2 separate regions of the Macaca mulatta genome follow, and region 2 is linked to region 1. Evidence: chromatin contacts called from public Hi-C data. All regions are on one chromosome and are shown on one strand. Each heading gives the region's core, a stretch centred on a gene start, on an enhancer-like site or on the middle of the called end of the contact. The rest is flanking DNA. Distances are from core to core; before and after follow the strand shown.

What was found. Hi-C and Micro-C count contacts between places; a contact is called where the count stands out from the background.
Region 2: a contact with region 1 is called in a Hi-C map of fetal cortical plate, with 2.4 times the contacts expected there. The contact joins two enhancer-like sites. A contact is called at or near these places in 5 of 14 Hi-C or Micro-C datasets (CD4 T cells, blood, fetal cortex germinal zone and 2 more).

Annotation. Positions count from the first base shown.
Region 1 is chr13:49,896,051-49,903,386 of T2T-MMU8v2.0, forward strand. HK2 (hexokinase 2) reads right to left here. Exons shown (of 18, transcript XM_001111706.5): 13 at 6,414-6,509; 14 at 5,649-5,748; 15 at 5,369-5,552; 16 at 4,014-4,169; 17 at 2,586-2,819; 18 at 1-1,271. The coding sequence ends at 1,127. Among named protein-coding and RNA genes, the nearest start is that of HK2, 52 kb to the right of the region's middle. Within about 2 kb of position 3,586, at least 2 of the 40 cell types and tissues checked have an H3K27ac peak or open chromatin away from gene starts, as enhancers often do. A contact at or near this core is called in fetal cortical plate, where this site is marked.
Region 2 is chr13:50,096,435-50,103,770 of T2T-MMU8v2.0, forward strand. It overlaps the pseudogene LOC114671800. Among named protein-coding and RNA genes, the nearest start is that of SEMA4F, 43 kb to the right of the region's middle. Within about 2 kb of position 4,732, at least 2 of the 40 cell types and tissues checked have an H3K27ac peak or open chromatin away from gene starts, as enhancers often do. A contact at or near this core is called in fetal cortical plate, where this site is marked.

The DNA of each region.
Region 1 (7,336 bases), core at 2,336-4,835:
AATTGCTGTGGTCTCTTCAGTCCATTGGCTCAGCCTCCATCTCTGTCCCTGCCTTCCACACTTCCAAGACCACAGGGGAAGGAGGAGCCAGAAGCAACTGCTTTGCCACTCACTCACCCTGAAGAGGCTTCCCTTCTCTTCCCACAGGCGAATGAGGTATTTCTATGACTAGTCAGTATCTTCCCCTTCCGCCCTTTAACTACACTGAGGCCAATTCTGACAAGACTTGCATATCTATATACACAACAAATTAACATATAAATACATTACGTACAACTGACCATTACATGTCAAGATGAAGGAGCAGATCTACTTCAAGAACTAAATAAAATTTCAAATATAAATTAAAATGAAAATACAGTGTTTCCACTTTTGCAGGAAAAATTTGTAAAACAAACCAAAAACTCCCCCTTCCCCAAAAGTCCATCACTTGTGGATCATGTGTGCACCCCGCTGAGATGCGACGGCTGGCCCAACTGCAGGATGCGTCAACTTCTGGCTTTGGTTTCACTGCCCAGACTCGGGATTCCTTGATTCCAGGAATAGCAAATGCTGGAATCCACAGGACAAATGCTTGTAGATGAAGTTAAAGAGGGGCTGCTGCATGGATATCCATGGATTTCCCTCCATTGTCGCCCCTCCACCCTCCCCACATCTGCCTGTAGGACAATCAGGCTCACATCCTCAGTGGAGACCTCCCAGATCTCTGACAGGAGAATCAGTAACAACATCAGAGCTGGGGGATACACCCCACCTAGAAATGTCATGTTCAGGCTTCAAGGTGAAGCAACCATATCTTCATTAGTGTCCCCATCCTGTAGAATTATACAGGGACATGGAATTTGGAAAGGGGGATTACTAAGGGTGACAATTTTCGTGTTTTAAGAGAACCAATGGGAATGGTTGTGATGCATGTGAACAAATCCTTATTTGGAACTGTACTTATCTTAATAGGGCCAAGTTCGGCCACCAAGCTCTATGATGAGATGCAGAGACAAAACCCAGTCCAGTGGGGTCCTCTCTGCCAAGGAAAAGCCAAAGGGTCTGTCTCTGACACAAGGGGATGACATAATTTAAAACAGGGAAGAGGGAGAGAAAGAGGAAGTTCCTTCCGATTTCAGGGGTTCTATCGCTGTCCAGCCTCACGGATGCGGCAGGCCACAGCAGTGATGAGCGCAGCCCCCTTTCCGCTGCCATCCTCTGACTGCAGGAAAGACACATCACATTTTGGAGCCAGGTCCTTCACTGTCTCATGCATGACTTTGGCAAAGCTGGAAAAGGTGGGAGGAAGACACAGGAAAAACCATCTTAGTCATGATTGGTTTATATTTGCACTTAGAAATGGAAAGCTAAGAAGCGATGCTGGAAACCCAGAAATAATTAAGGAGAGGAGAAGGATGACAGCTATAATGTATTAAACATTTACTATATATTATTAAGTACCAGAAAACTGTGGCTTATTGAAAACAATTTCCATATCACATCAGCCATTGGAGAGCTGGGATTCAATTCTGGGACAAATGTCTGAGATCCCAGCAAATTGTGTTCTTAAAACTAATAATCAGTAAAAGAGAAGTTCGACAGCCATGGAAGCCACAAGTGTGCCTAACAGAGGAGCACAATCTGTTCACAAACTCTGGAGGAGGAGACCAGGACTCATGAATGTGATTTTCTATCTTCCAGGAGCATAGCCTCGTATCAGAGCCACATCTGCTCCAAAATGCCATTGGAGGCAAAAGAAGCAGACTTACAGAGTCACTGCTAGGGTATCACAGTGATCACAGATCCTTCCTATATGGACCAGAGAAAGAGAGAGCTGTGATCTGTCCCAATACAACAGGGTCAGGACACCCTCCCCATCTACAAAGCTAAAGATGCCATGTCCCAGGGTTGGTGGCTGGGCTTCTGTCCCCCTCCCAATCCTCAGGAAACTTTATGTACAATAACAGTCTGTGACTGTTGCCTGTCAACCCCTGCTCTAGAATGTTGAAAAAAATCTTGCTTCAGAGTTCTAGCATTACATTTGCCAGAACGTTCACAGTAGCACTGTTTGTAACGCTCAAAATCTAGAAGTAACCTAAATATCACATCAATGATAGAAAAAACCACAATATACTCAAAGGTACGCTATACAGCTCTGAAAATTAATGAACTACAACTGTATACTTCAATGCGGATGCATCTCTAAACAAACGCTGTGTGAGAAAAGCCAGCCACAGAAGAGATACCATATGATTCCATTTGTGGCAGGTTCAAAAATAAGTAAAACTAAACAATATGGATGCATACCTAGATATATGCGGGCGGAAAAGAAAAGCAAGGGACTGATTCAGCACAATGCTTACCCGTGGCACGGGAGTGTGAGGACACAATTGTGGAAGGGCTCAGAGGGGGCTTCCCACGATGGGGGGTGAAACACAGGCCTATTTCTGGTTGTGAATCTTTAAACTATAATACATGTATTATATACACTGTTTGGAATGGCTGATAATTCACTATCAAGTAACAAAGGAAAGAGAGAAAAGGGGGAAAGAACAAAGAGACAGAAAGAAGGTGGGCAGGGAGGGCTGGGCTCAGGCACTCACTGAGGATGTAGCTTGTAGAGAGTCCCATCCACACCCACTGTCACTTTGAGAGCGTCCAGCCCACGGTTTTCTCGTATCTTGTCCACCACAGCGGCCATGCCTGCGCCACAGAGCTGGGCTGCGCGTCTGGCCACCACAGTGCACACCTCCTTAACAATGATGCTGTCATCACAGGTGCTCTCAAGCCCTAAGTGTTGCAGGATGGCACGGACTTGCAGCAGGGCCAGGCAGTCACTGGGGTGAGAGGGAGACAGCAAGTGTTCAGTTATGCACCAAGAGGGCTAGTAGCCTACCACACCAGGGCCTGAGTCCTTTATAGGGGAGGCTCTGTGGGGGTCTGGCTCTCCAGGAGCTGGCCCCTCAATGTGGTTCCCATTTCTAAATTCAGAGCACTGCTCATCCTACTGGACTACAATGACTCTTCTTGAGGGTGACAGGAATACAAAGAGCTCCTCATTCCACTCTCCATTCTCGAGGTAGAGCATTACTACTACAAAGTGGATACTCAAAACAAAGCAAATTCACTGTCGATCACAGTGGTCAGTTACAAAGCTCTTTCGTGTCCATTCTCTCACTGCTGGTCATGGGTCTGCAAGGCAGGAATTAACCAAGCAGCATTAGACTCATGCTTTCTTTCTGCTCTGCTGCTCTGGGTGGCCTGAACTGTATTTGTACGCTATTTACAAAGGAAGTGTAAATAAAGTTATAGAAAGAAAATAAACCCTCCTATATAAAGAGAGCTATTTTAAAAGCCTGGAATCACCTTGAACATAACAGACCTGTAAGCTAGAACATATCTTTCTATTCACTGGTGCAGATGCCCGAGGGGTCTACTCACGTCAGTTATCTAGTTCCTGTTCTTCTCTGCCCTGAGAGTAATGGCATAGCATTAATTTTTAAAGGGCTCTGAAATTCACTGTTCTAATTTGGAGCAGATTTTCCACCATTTGACTGTAGGAAGGCGGCTTTGCTCTAATGAGCCACTGTGTGGCATATGTCTGCACTGCCTGACGTTGCAACATTTACTCAATCCTGGCTGCCTGATTACTGCAGCCAGCAGTTAGGAAGGGCTTTCAAGCCGAGTGTGGATGCTTTAATAGGTTATCTTTCTCTGTGCATTTCAATTTACATGCTATGAGCAGGTATCTTTCTACCTTTGATATATGGTCTAAAACCCAACAACAATACCACTTTACATGACCTCAGGTCAGGCTTAGCACAAACTTTCATGAGAATGCTCTATGTTTGCCCTTAAAATGACAACTGTCCATAATACGCTTTTAGTAAACACTATAGACACGAATGTGTTTGCCACTAAACTGACTTTTGTATGAGTCATGCCCTGAGCTGTGAAAATCCTTCAGTTTATCTGCCAGTGAGAAAAAAGAAGGACATGGCCCCCTGCTACCCTGATCCCTAAGCTCTCACCTCTCAATCTGAGACAAGAACTTGGTTTCGAAGATGCCCCTTGTCTTGAGCCGCTCTGAGATGCGACCTCGGAAGAGCAGCCCACGCTTGGTGAAATCGATGAGAATGTTACGGACAATCTCACCTAGGTACATTCCACTGATCATTTTCTCGAACCTGCAATGCGAGTAACATTCATGGAGGTTAAGTAGGAAGGGAGAGGGATGTGTTGAGACAGGACAGGCCAGCTTAGTCACCCCCAGTGCATCAGAAGTGGCAGACAGGCAGACTCCCCTGATGGAAAAGGAATTGCTACTTGATTCACCTGGGCAGGATCCCTGGTGTCTCTGCATGCTAATTCACAACTTCAGCAACACTGACCACAGTGCCCGAGGCCAGTGGGGCTCCTGGGGAAATAAGCCTCGGAAAGGAACCCACAGGGAAAGGAACTCATTTCCTTTCCAAGGCTTATTTTGAAACTTCATGAAGCAACTCAAGAAGGAACACACACCATAACCCTACCAGACTTCTCGGAGCAGGGGAGAATGCTGAGTCTTAATCTTTAACCTCACTAGGCATTCAGCGTGCCTTCTCTTGGACCTAATCATCATTACTCAAGTAACTACTGCCAGCTGTAGGGCCCCCCGTCCTGGCCACTGGAACTAAACATGATTATGCAGTGACTTGAGGGTCTTTTGGTCCATGAACCCTGCCTTGAAAAAAAAAAAATCCATGTCCCCAGTTTCAACCAATACCCCATCGCCACCCCATCTTGGCTTGGCCCAGCCTGCCTCCTTCATTAATGCTGCCTACCTGGCCCCTAGAGGCATTTTAGTCTGTAACTTCTATTCTAGTCATGTTTTGCAAAGTTTATTCTGTAGAACAAGGGTGTTTGATTAATCTAGTTAGGAAACACTACAGACAACATCTTAATGAGAAGTGTATTGTCTCTCAGCTCAGACCCTGCTCCCCTACCATGCACAGGGTCTTGTGACACTGGGGCTGACCCAGTGCTCGGCACTGGAAGATGGAGGAGGGAGAGGATTTGTTCCTGTCTGCATCACCCCAGAGATGCTCTGCAGTCTGGCAGCAGCAGGTGCTTCAACTATTTGTTTCTCCTTAGAGTGCCAGACCTAGGCTCCAGTATTCTCCCACCTGTTCCCTGTTCTCCTAGGCTTTGGGGTGGGAGATGCTTCTTACGTTTACTAACTCAGAACTTTCTAGGTGCATTTGACAAGAAACCCTTTCCAAGGAAACCTCCTTTATTAACATCTCATGATAACGAGCATCCTGGGAGATGCTATTGTGGAAGCTCCGATCACTTGTTGCCATCCAGTCCTGGGACACACTTAACAGGGCCCCAGCTGGGTGCCTACCTCTGCTTGCCGGGGTTGAGTGAAAGCTCATCCACAGCCACATCAAATTCCGTGCAGAAGTCATCTAGGCATCCATTGTCCCCGAAGGCCCCCCATTCCATGTTCACACACATCCGCCCCTCTTCTCCTTCCACCAGTTCCACATTGCGCATCTCCTCCATGTAGCAGGCATTGCTGCCCGTGCCTGCCAATCACAGGATACCAGGGCCTTGCTCAGCACCATCCCTCCCACACCCGAGGCCGTGCAGCCCCATGTGGAAAGGACAGTCTGGGTCCTTACCAACGATGAGGCCAACTTCACAGTGAGGGTCTTCAAAGCCACAGGTCATCATAGTTCCAACTGTGTCGTTCACCACGGCAACCACATCCAGGTCAAACTCCTGAGAGGGCAGAAGCAGATGCCCCGTTCACAGGTGAACCCGATATTCTCCTTTCAGACATTTGCGTGGGAGATTTATAGGTATATAAAATATATCTCATACACCATGGCTGGCTCTCTCATTCCATTCAGGTCTGTGCTTAAATGTCACCGCTTTGGAGAGACCCTCCCCGCTCGTGCTATTTAACAGTGCCCCTTGCCAGCACACTTGCTCCAACTGCTCTCCTCACTCCACTTCACTCCTTTTCTTTTTTTTTTTTTTTAACTCTATATGGTCTAAAAAGGGAAGGCATGAATAATACACCCTTGTTTAGCATATAATCAAGAAATAACCATAAAAATGGGCAACCAGCAGCCCTCATGGCTGCTCTGCTTATGGAGTAGCCATTCTTTTACTCCTTTACTTGTGTTGTGTGTGTGTGTGTGTGTGTGTGTTTCACAGCTCTTAACAGCACCTGCCACTAGGTCATGGGCTTATTTGTTTATAGAACAAAGCTTTGTTGTGGTCACTCCTGAACCGCCAGTGCTGAGAGCATGGCTTGACACACAGTGCACACTCAACAACCCATGCAGCCACACTTAACGCTGCCCTCACTTTCTGAACACACAGACCAGGTCAATCATCGAGGAGCTGACACATCAGGCCTCGTGCCATGTGTCTCCTACCTCTCGCCGGTGGATCGCTTCCTTCAGCAGGGTCACCACGTCCTCGCCCTCACAGCCAGATGCCTTGAAGCCTTTTGTCCACTTGAGGAGGATGCTCTAAAAGTCACACATTAGCATGGAGAGGACATCAGGGAAGGGCTCCCAGGTCAGACGGATCCTCCAGTGTCACCAATCATCTCACCCACAAATTAGTCTAAACTGTTCCTAAGGTACATACTTGGATTTATTAAGCACCTACTGTGTAGCAGGTACTGGGCTAAGCACAGATCATGTATTACATCATATAATCCTCACAGCACCCTTGTGGAACATCTGTCATGTTTATGGCCACTTTATAAGAACCTGAGGCTCTGGAGTGATTTGCTCAAGGCCTACAGCTTGGAAGAGAGAAGCAGGATGCACCCTGAGGCCCTCCGACCCCAATGAATGGGCTCATAAGCACCATGCAGCTGCCCCTGCTGTGCAACTTCTTCCTGTGTGCTTGCTTTGCTCACTGGGCAAAGCAGTTTGCTCTGTCCCTATCCTTTACATCAGAAGGGTCGGTGTACGTCTCCTAATTTCAAACTCCACCATCTGGCGAACAAGTGCTTCGCCCACAGCTGGGTGACAGCTAGGCTTCACCACCACCCCATGTCTTTCACTGAGAAAAACAACTCCGGGCTCCTCCTCAGCATCCTCAGTGGCCCCTTGCCTTCAATATGGTCCTCTGGGAGCAGATGCATGATGGCTTTGAACCTGGGGAAAATGCTTTGGGTTTTATTCCCTGATGCCCTCTCTGCTGCCACAGCCCACCAGGAAACAAGCCTCAGGGCTTCAGACCCCTTACCCAAGAGCTCGGCTTCCATAAATGAGCTGTGTGGTCATAACCCACCCATTTGAATGATTTCTTCAGGCCCTGCTAAGGGATTCAGCCCATCAGCTTG
Region 2 (7,336 bases), core at 3,482-5,981, 200 kb after region 1:
TTAGGACATGTCGCCACGCATCAGTCTTTCCCAGCTCATTGTTAGCTGGAAATGACTGGGAATGGGAACGTTGGGGGTAAATCCTGGATGGGTGTGGCTAATAAAGAGGATATGGCTGTGGAGCAGATAGACTTGGCTTCAAGCTCTGCATTTACTACTTTCTAGCTGGGGACCTTGAGCAAACTGAGCTCTGGGTTCCTCATTTTGTAAAAAGAGTTCAAAAGAGCTCTTGGTGTGGTTGAAATGAGAGTTCGAAATAATATACTCAGAGCACCTGCCAAGGTGTCTGGCCCCAAGCTGCTCAGTGTCTAACAATGATTATCACCTTCCTTGCTTCCATCATGTGCTGGAAAATCTAAGTGCATTAAAAAAAAATGAGAGACTGAAGGATGTGAATCCCTATGAGAAAGCATGAATATCAAGAAGGAAGCATAAAAGGTATGAAAGAAGCACGCACACACACATTCACACACACCCACACACACGTGCAACAATTCCAGGCTCAACTGTCTTGGCTGCATATGTTTTACCAAACATAGGAATATATTACAGCGAAGTTGTCTAAACTCTTGTTTATCTGAGTCCATCAGAGTTTATCTGTAAGTAATCTATCTCTAAAAGGCTGAAAGCTTTCCAGTTCATTCTAACACAGCAGTCCCATTTCTGGGAATTTATTTTAAAGTATATCCACACACCTACAAAATAATGGATTTATAGGGTTACTTACTGCAGCAGAAGACTGGAAACACCTCAAATATCTATCACTAGGGAACTGGTTGAATAAATAAACTATGGACACAACCACACAAAGGAACATTCTGTAGCTATAAAAAAAAAAAATATGAGGAAACACCCCATAAACTGATAGAGGACAATTTCCTTGATTTACGGTTAAAAAGAGCAGGTGGAGCACAGGTTATAAAACATGCTACCTTTTCTGCAATATTTTCAACAGTAGCAACTTCCCCTTCCCGATCTGCAAAACCACCAACACAGGGCTGACCTTAGGAACCAATGCGGCTTCAGCACTAGGACATTCACGGGCTAAAGAAGAAAAACTATACCATCATCTTACTGGCTGCTTAGGAAGATATTTGACATAATTCAGCATCCATCCTATCCTCTTAAAAGAAAAATATAAAACCCTATTAGTGTTTTAGAGGTAATGCAAAGACTCCCTCTGTATTACAAACCTATTAGAAACCAAGAGGAAGTGTGAGAAACGATGCTGAAATACTAAATGCGCGCTATAAAATCAGGTTCAAGACAAGAATGAGTTCTGTCTGGGCCAGTTCTGGAAGTTCCAGCCAACATGCTGAAATAAGAAAAAGGAGAAAAAAACAAATGTATTATTTTCAAATGATGTGATGTTAATCAATGGAACGTTAGTTAAAATAAGAAATATCAAGCAGGGCGGCCGCGGGGGACAAAGGGCGGGCGGATGGGCGGGGAGAGGGCGGGGCGCGGCAGGCCAGGCCCGGGGCTCCGCAAGCTGCAGCTGCCCCCGGGCGCCCCAGCGGGCGCCCTCGCCGCGGAGCAGCGCGGAGCGGAGCCGGCGAGCTAACCCGAGCCAGCCGACGGGCGTCCCGGAGGCGGCGGCGCAGCACGGCGGGGGGCGCGGCGTCGGTGGCCCCGGTCCCCGGGCCGGGCAGTGGCGGCCCAGGACCACGCGTCTACTTTCAGAGCCCCCCCGGGGCCGCAGGAGAGGGCCCGGGCGGCACGGACGATGAGGGCCCAGTGAGGCGCCAAGGGAAGGTCACCGTCCAGTATGACCTCAAGGAACTACGGAAGCGCCTCAACCTAGAGGAGTGGATCCAGGAGCAGCTTACGCGCCTCTACGACTGCCAGGAAGAGGAGATCCCAGAACTGGAGATTGATGTGGATGAGCTCCTGGACAAGGAGAGTGATGATGCCCGGGCTGCTGGTTGACTGTTACAAACCCACAGAGGACTTCACCTCTGGCCTGCTGGGCAAGATCCGGGGCATGCAGAAGCTGAGCCCACCCCAGAAGAAGTGAGGGTCCCCGACCCAGGCGAACGGTGGCTCCCACAGGACAATCGCTGCCCCCCGAACTCGTAGCAACAGCAATACCGGGGACCCTGCGGCCAGGCCTGGTGCCATGAGCAGGGCTCCTCGTGCCCCTGGCCTAGGAGTCTCTTCCCCTGCCCCCTCAGTTTTCCACTTTTGGGGTTTTTTTATTGTTATTAAACTGATGGGACCTTTTGTGTTTTTATATTGACTCTGCAGCGCGGTCCCGTTAATAAAGCTAGGAGATGCCTTTGGTGAAAAAAAAAAAGAAGTATCAAGCAATAGAATCCTACTGCAGGATGATGATATAGAATAACATTTTATGGTGGAAAAGTATCCAAGATATAGTATCAAATGGAAGAAGCAGTTTACAAAATAGTATCATACTATGTTTAGTTAAAGTATCTATTTATATCCCCACGTTGAATATATAGGTAGAGAAAAGTCTGAAAGGAAATCCACCAAAATATATTTAGAGATTGTATCTCTGGCCTATGGGTTTTGAAGTGATTCTTATTTTTATATACTTTTCAGCATGTCCTAAATGCTTTATTATGAGCATATGTATGTAATTTTTTAGATAAATTTCTTTCACCCACAAACACACGCACTCATGTGTGCACATGCAAAACTCATTTCAAGGTCAGTGGGATGAGCTGCATTTCTCTTAAAGTGGTTAGTGTTTGTGACCTAAGGCCACTTTCCAACTCCCACCTTTGTGAAAAACCAAGCTGGTCTGCTCTGCCTGGTCCCTGCACCTCTGAACAGAAGCCTCAAATCTGTGGACTCCAAAAAAGTTTACTCTGGGCTCAATTCCCCAGGTAACCATGGCCCCTGTCCTCAGTACCTATACCTAGTCCTAGCCCTATCCTAGCTGTTTGCAAAGAACCCCCAGCCCTCTGAAGCCTGCCTACCTTGCCTGAGTGAAGAGGGCTCCTCCTTGTGACACATCCAACAGAAGCCTTTGCCTCCCCAGTGGGTGAATTTGGAGATCCCTGTGGCAGTCTGAAGCCTCCAAATGCCAGGCTTCTCAGCCCCACAATGGGGCTGAAGGTCATAGGCAGAGCATACCAGTTCCTGTCACCTCATCCCAGGTCTCTTGGGATCTTAAATGTCCCATATATGTATTTCTTCCCTTGGGTCTCTGCTTTGTATTTCAGACAGCTGGTTGGGTGCATTCTGTTACCTCATTTCTGTTGGCCACATTTCATGAACCCTGTGTCTGCCTTTCCCCATCTCATCTTAGGAACATTGCCGGGCACAAGCTGCTGGTATGTGTGGTGCATCTGATCCTTATTTATTCTCCACCCTGCACCCTGAAGTTGTGAGAAGGCCCCCATCAGGTCTCAATTCCTCTGGGGAGAGGACTGGATTTGCTATCTTCCTGTGTCAACTTGAGTCATAATCCAGCAGCCTGCCCCCAGAGCCTGGTACTTCTTTTGCCTGGTACTTGCCCCACACCCCATCAGCTTCCCTCCTGACCCACTGCCCACCACACCATTGTAGGGTGGTCAGACTCACTCCGTAAGGCTGGACACCATCACCCCAGACAGAAGCATTCCCATGGCTGCAGCAATGGAGTGACCAAGCCATATATATGTCCAGCATGACTCAGTAGACTGAGATCAAAGCTGGCCTTGATCATCTTGGGACTCTGAAAAATATTGGCATAGTCATCCCTCATCTATCCAGAACCATTATGGAAAGTGTCTCCTTTCCATAATTTAGTTATGAACCAGGAATTAATGCACAGATACAAATGTCTTCAAATAGAGTTGCTTTGAACCTGGGAAATCTTTACGTTATACTCATTTCCACCTAGCTTGGTTATTTGATTTCTAACTCCAAAACATTTTAGGAAAAGCAAGCTAGAAAAAAGGGAAAGCAGCAGCTATGTGGCAGGCCTCAGGAAATGATTGCCTGATAATTGATAACATGCAAGGTTTGGAAAAGTATGAGACCTCCAAAAGTCCTTTGCATCTGATATTACCACTCAGCACACAACCTCATGTTTATAACGCAACCCCAAGTCACGCACGTGCAAACATGAGTCACCTTCAGCATGCTCCCCGAGGATGCCTAGGTGTTTCCAAACAACTCCCAGACCTCTGAAGACTGCATACCCTGTCCGAAGTTGAGAGGGCTTCCCCACGTAATGCATCCCCCGAAGCTTTTGCATAATCACAGTTCGCGAGCAGCATGTTCAGTTCTCATAGTTTGTACTGCAGTTCTCAGAAACTGATGGGAATGCATTTTTAAGGTTGATATACTTACAACAGTAAATATATATTCATATATTTAAAGCACAAATAGTGCTTTATTTGCTGCCTATATCCTTGTTTCTTGAATTAGCTAATGAAGGGGAAAGAAACCTTGACCAATTAATTGTTAATGACCTCAGTTTTCTGATGAACTTCGCCTTCCTCATCTCTAAAATGAAGCCAATAATACCTGCCTGAAGCGCTTCGGATCACCATGAAAATCTAATAGGATAGCTATGTGAAAGTTCTACAGAAAAAAATAAAGAATGTGTGGTAATTTCCCTTATCTAGATTGGATCATGCATCTAAATTACAGAAGGAAGGAAAACTACAAGTACACATTACTCAAAGGTTAGAGATTAGGCAAATCTTGAAGACAGATAATTGACAGAATTGGGCACAGCTCAGAGAGGACCTCCACCAGTGTTAGCAACAGGCTATTCTTGGGGAAAAAGCGACACCTACTGCATCTAACTATACTGCAATGGACACAGAAAACCAAAAGTCTTCAAACTTGTGTTCAACGTTAGTCAGGCATGAGATCCCTACTTCACTATTGCAAAAATAAGAAATTAGAAATAGTCATACCGTATTTCTCCGGAAAAATGACAATCTTCTTTCGTTTAAAAATAACTGTTTCATATTCAAGTGTAATGCATATTATAGATATTTAAAGAACACAAAGATCCTCTAATAACATCATTATCAAACATGTCTTAGAGCTGCTGCCACTGCCATCTTCATTTCTCTTCATTCTTCCATTTTTTTCCTTCACTTATTCTCCTTCCCCACCTCTTCATCATCCTCCTCCTTCCATCTCAATTCATGCACATTGTTAAAAATAAAATAAAAAATAAGATAGTAAATCAAAAGTAAAACCCCTCATCAGGGTGACCATTGCTAACAGTTGGTTGTGTGCTATGCCACACAATTTTATGACAGTGGAAATACATATCTATTACAAACTATTATAAGATAGTACTGGTTGTCATTGCTCTCCAGCCAAAGATCACTCGGAACACACCTGTAGTCAAGCAAGTTGGGGTTATTACTCTTTGCTGTGGGGGAGAATGCATGGCATGGGGAAGTGTGGGGTGTTTCAGTAAGAGGGTGCTAGAAAGAAATTATTATGGGACTCAGGCTTGTGCTAGGGGGTTTGCAGAAGGATTTAAGGAAGCGGGGTAATTCTGTGGGTGGGTATCTTAATAACTCTTATCCGGAAGGAGGGAAGACTGCTGCAAAGCTAAAGCCAGTGAAGAACTGGTAAAGAAGCAGCAGTCATTCCTCTTAGCCGGGACAGGAGGCTGCTCAGTCATTTTGTGGTCTGGACAGTGTTCCTGTTTTGCCTGCATTCAGACGTGATTACAGAGTGATCTCATTTTTTTCTTCATCTATCATCGGCACTGAGTGTCCTTGTCTGATGTTGGTGTTCTATGAAATCCTTTATGTTCAATAGGAAAACACCGAGGCTATGAGTGCCAGGCCAACTCCCATCTGTCAGGGACCACTTTTCTCTTTCTTACTGTTTCCTCTTTTTTTTTTGCTTAACAATGTGGACATTTTTTCATGTCAATACTGAAGCTAATTTAACCAAATTTCTATTGTTGAATAATTGATTTTTTCCCAACATTTCAGGCTTATAATTAATATAAAATAAAAATCTTTAGAAGTATGTCTTTGCACACTTATACTGCTATTTCCTTAAAATAAATATCTAAAAGTGTAATTACTGGATCAAATGATATATACACTTTAAAGTTTTCAATAGATATTGCCAGAATGCCCTCCATAGAGTGTGTACTAATTTCATTTCCAACAATAGTATAGAACACCCACTCTCCACAAATCCTTATTTGGGGAGCACACAAGGTCACCAACCTTTTTTTCTTGTCTTTTCTGGTTCCATAGACAGAAAAACATCTTAAAGTGTTTTATTATGTAAAATTTGATACACACACAAGACAAAATGAGGCATGTATATGTCTCACTAGACTACACTACATTAGACTGTCTCAGTAGCTTCAGGGGAGTCTGGTTAGGTGGTACAAATGCTTTGATCATCTCAAACCTGTTTCTCAAGCTGCTAGCTAAGAAGAGAGGTCAGTAGAATGGAGTATCTTTGGGTTCCTCAGATTTGGAACACACCTTAACAATAGCGCCTTTCAAAGTGTGTTGCTGTCTGCTTACTCATCTGCCTACCCCTGAATTATGAGCTTTAAGGGGACAGGGACTATGTCTTATTCACTTTTGTGTCTCCAGAATCTAGCCCAGAACCTAACCTAAATAGACCTAAATTAATATTTAATGAACACCCCCAATCTATTTTTTTAAAATCAATTGATACACAAGTAGTTGGGGGTGATAAATTAGCTATAGATTTTCTATGTAAGAAACATACTTATACATAAATTTCAATTTGTCCAACTACTCTGTTGGAATAATTCCTACAGACTGGAACTGCCAGGACAAAGTACATACAAGATCTAAATTTTGAGTAAATTTCCCAAAACTGGAGTAAATTTTCCCAGTGTTTAATAGTTCCTTATTTCCTAATATTCTATACAAATGTTAGATTTCTGTATTTGTGATCATTGATAATGTAATATTACAAAGAAATTGCTTTTTCATCTATTAATGTTAAGCTACATCATCTTCATATCATCTTATTAATCATTTGCATTATTTCATTTTCCTCTATTTCTTTTATTTTCATTTCCCTTTTAATGTTAGTCTCTTTGTTACTGATTTCTAAGAGCTCATTTATGATTAAGAAGGTTAACATTTTTTCAAGTATTGCAAATGAAATACCATGTTTTTCTCATTTATTTTACTGTGGTGTTTTAATTTTGGGTTGTGCAGAAGTTACGTATTGAAATATGATCATGTTCTGTTTTACATATATGAAATGAACAATGAGTAAAGGAGGAAACACCGCTCCACTCTAGGAAGGCAAGACCCAGTTCTTGGAAGTTGATCCCTAATGGGCACTATTTGGGTACTTTGTAACTGCAGGGGTTCTGAGCACAAGCTTTGGAATCTGAGAGACC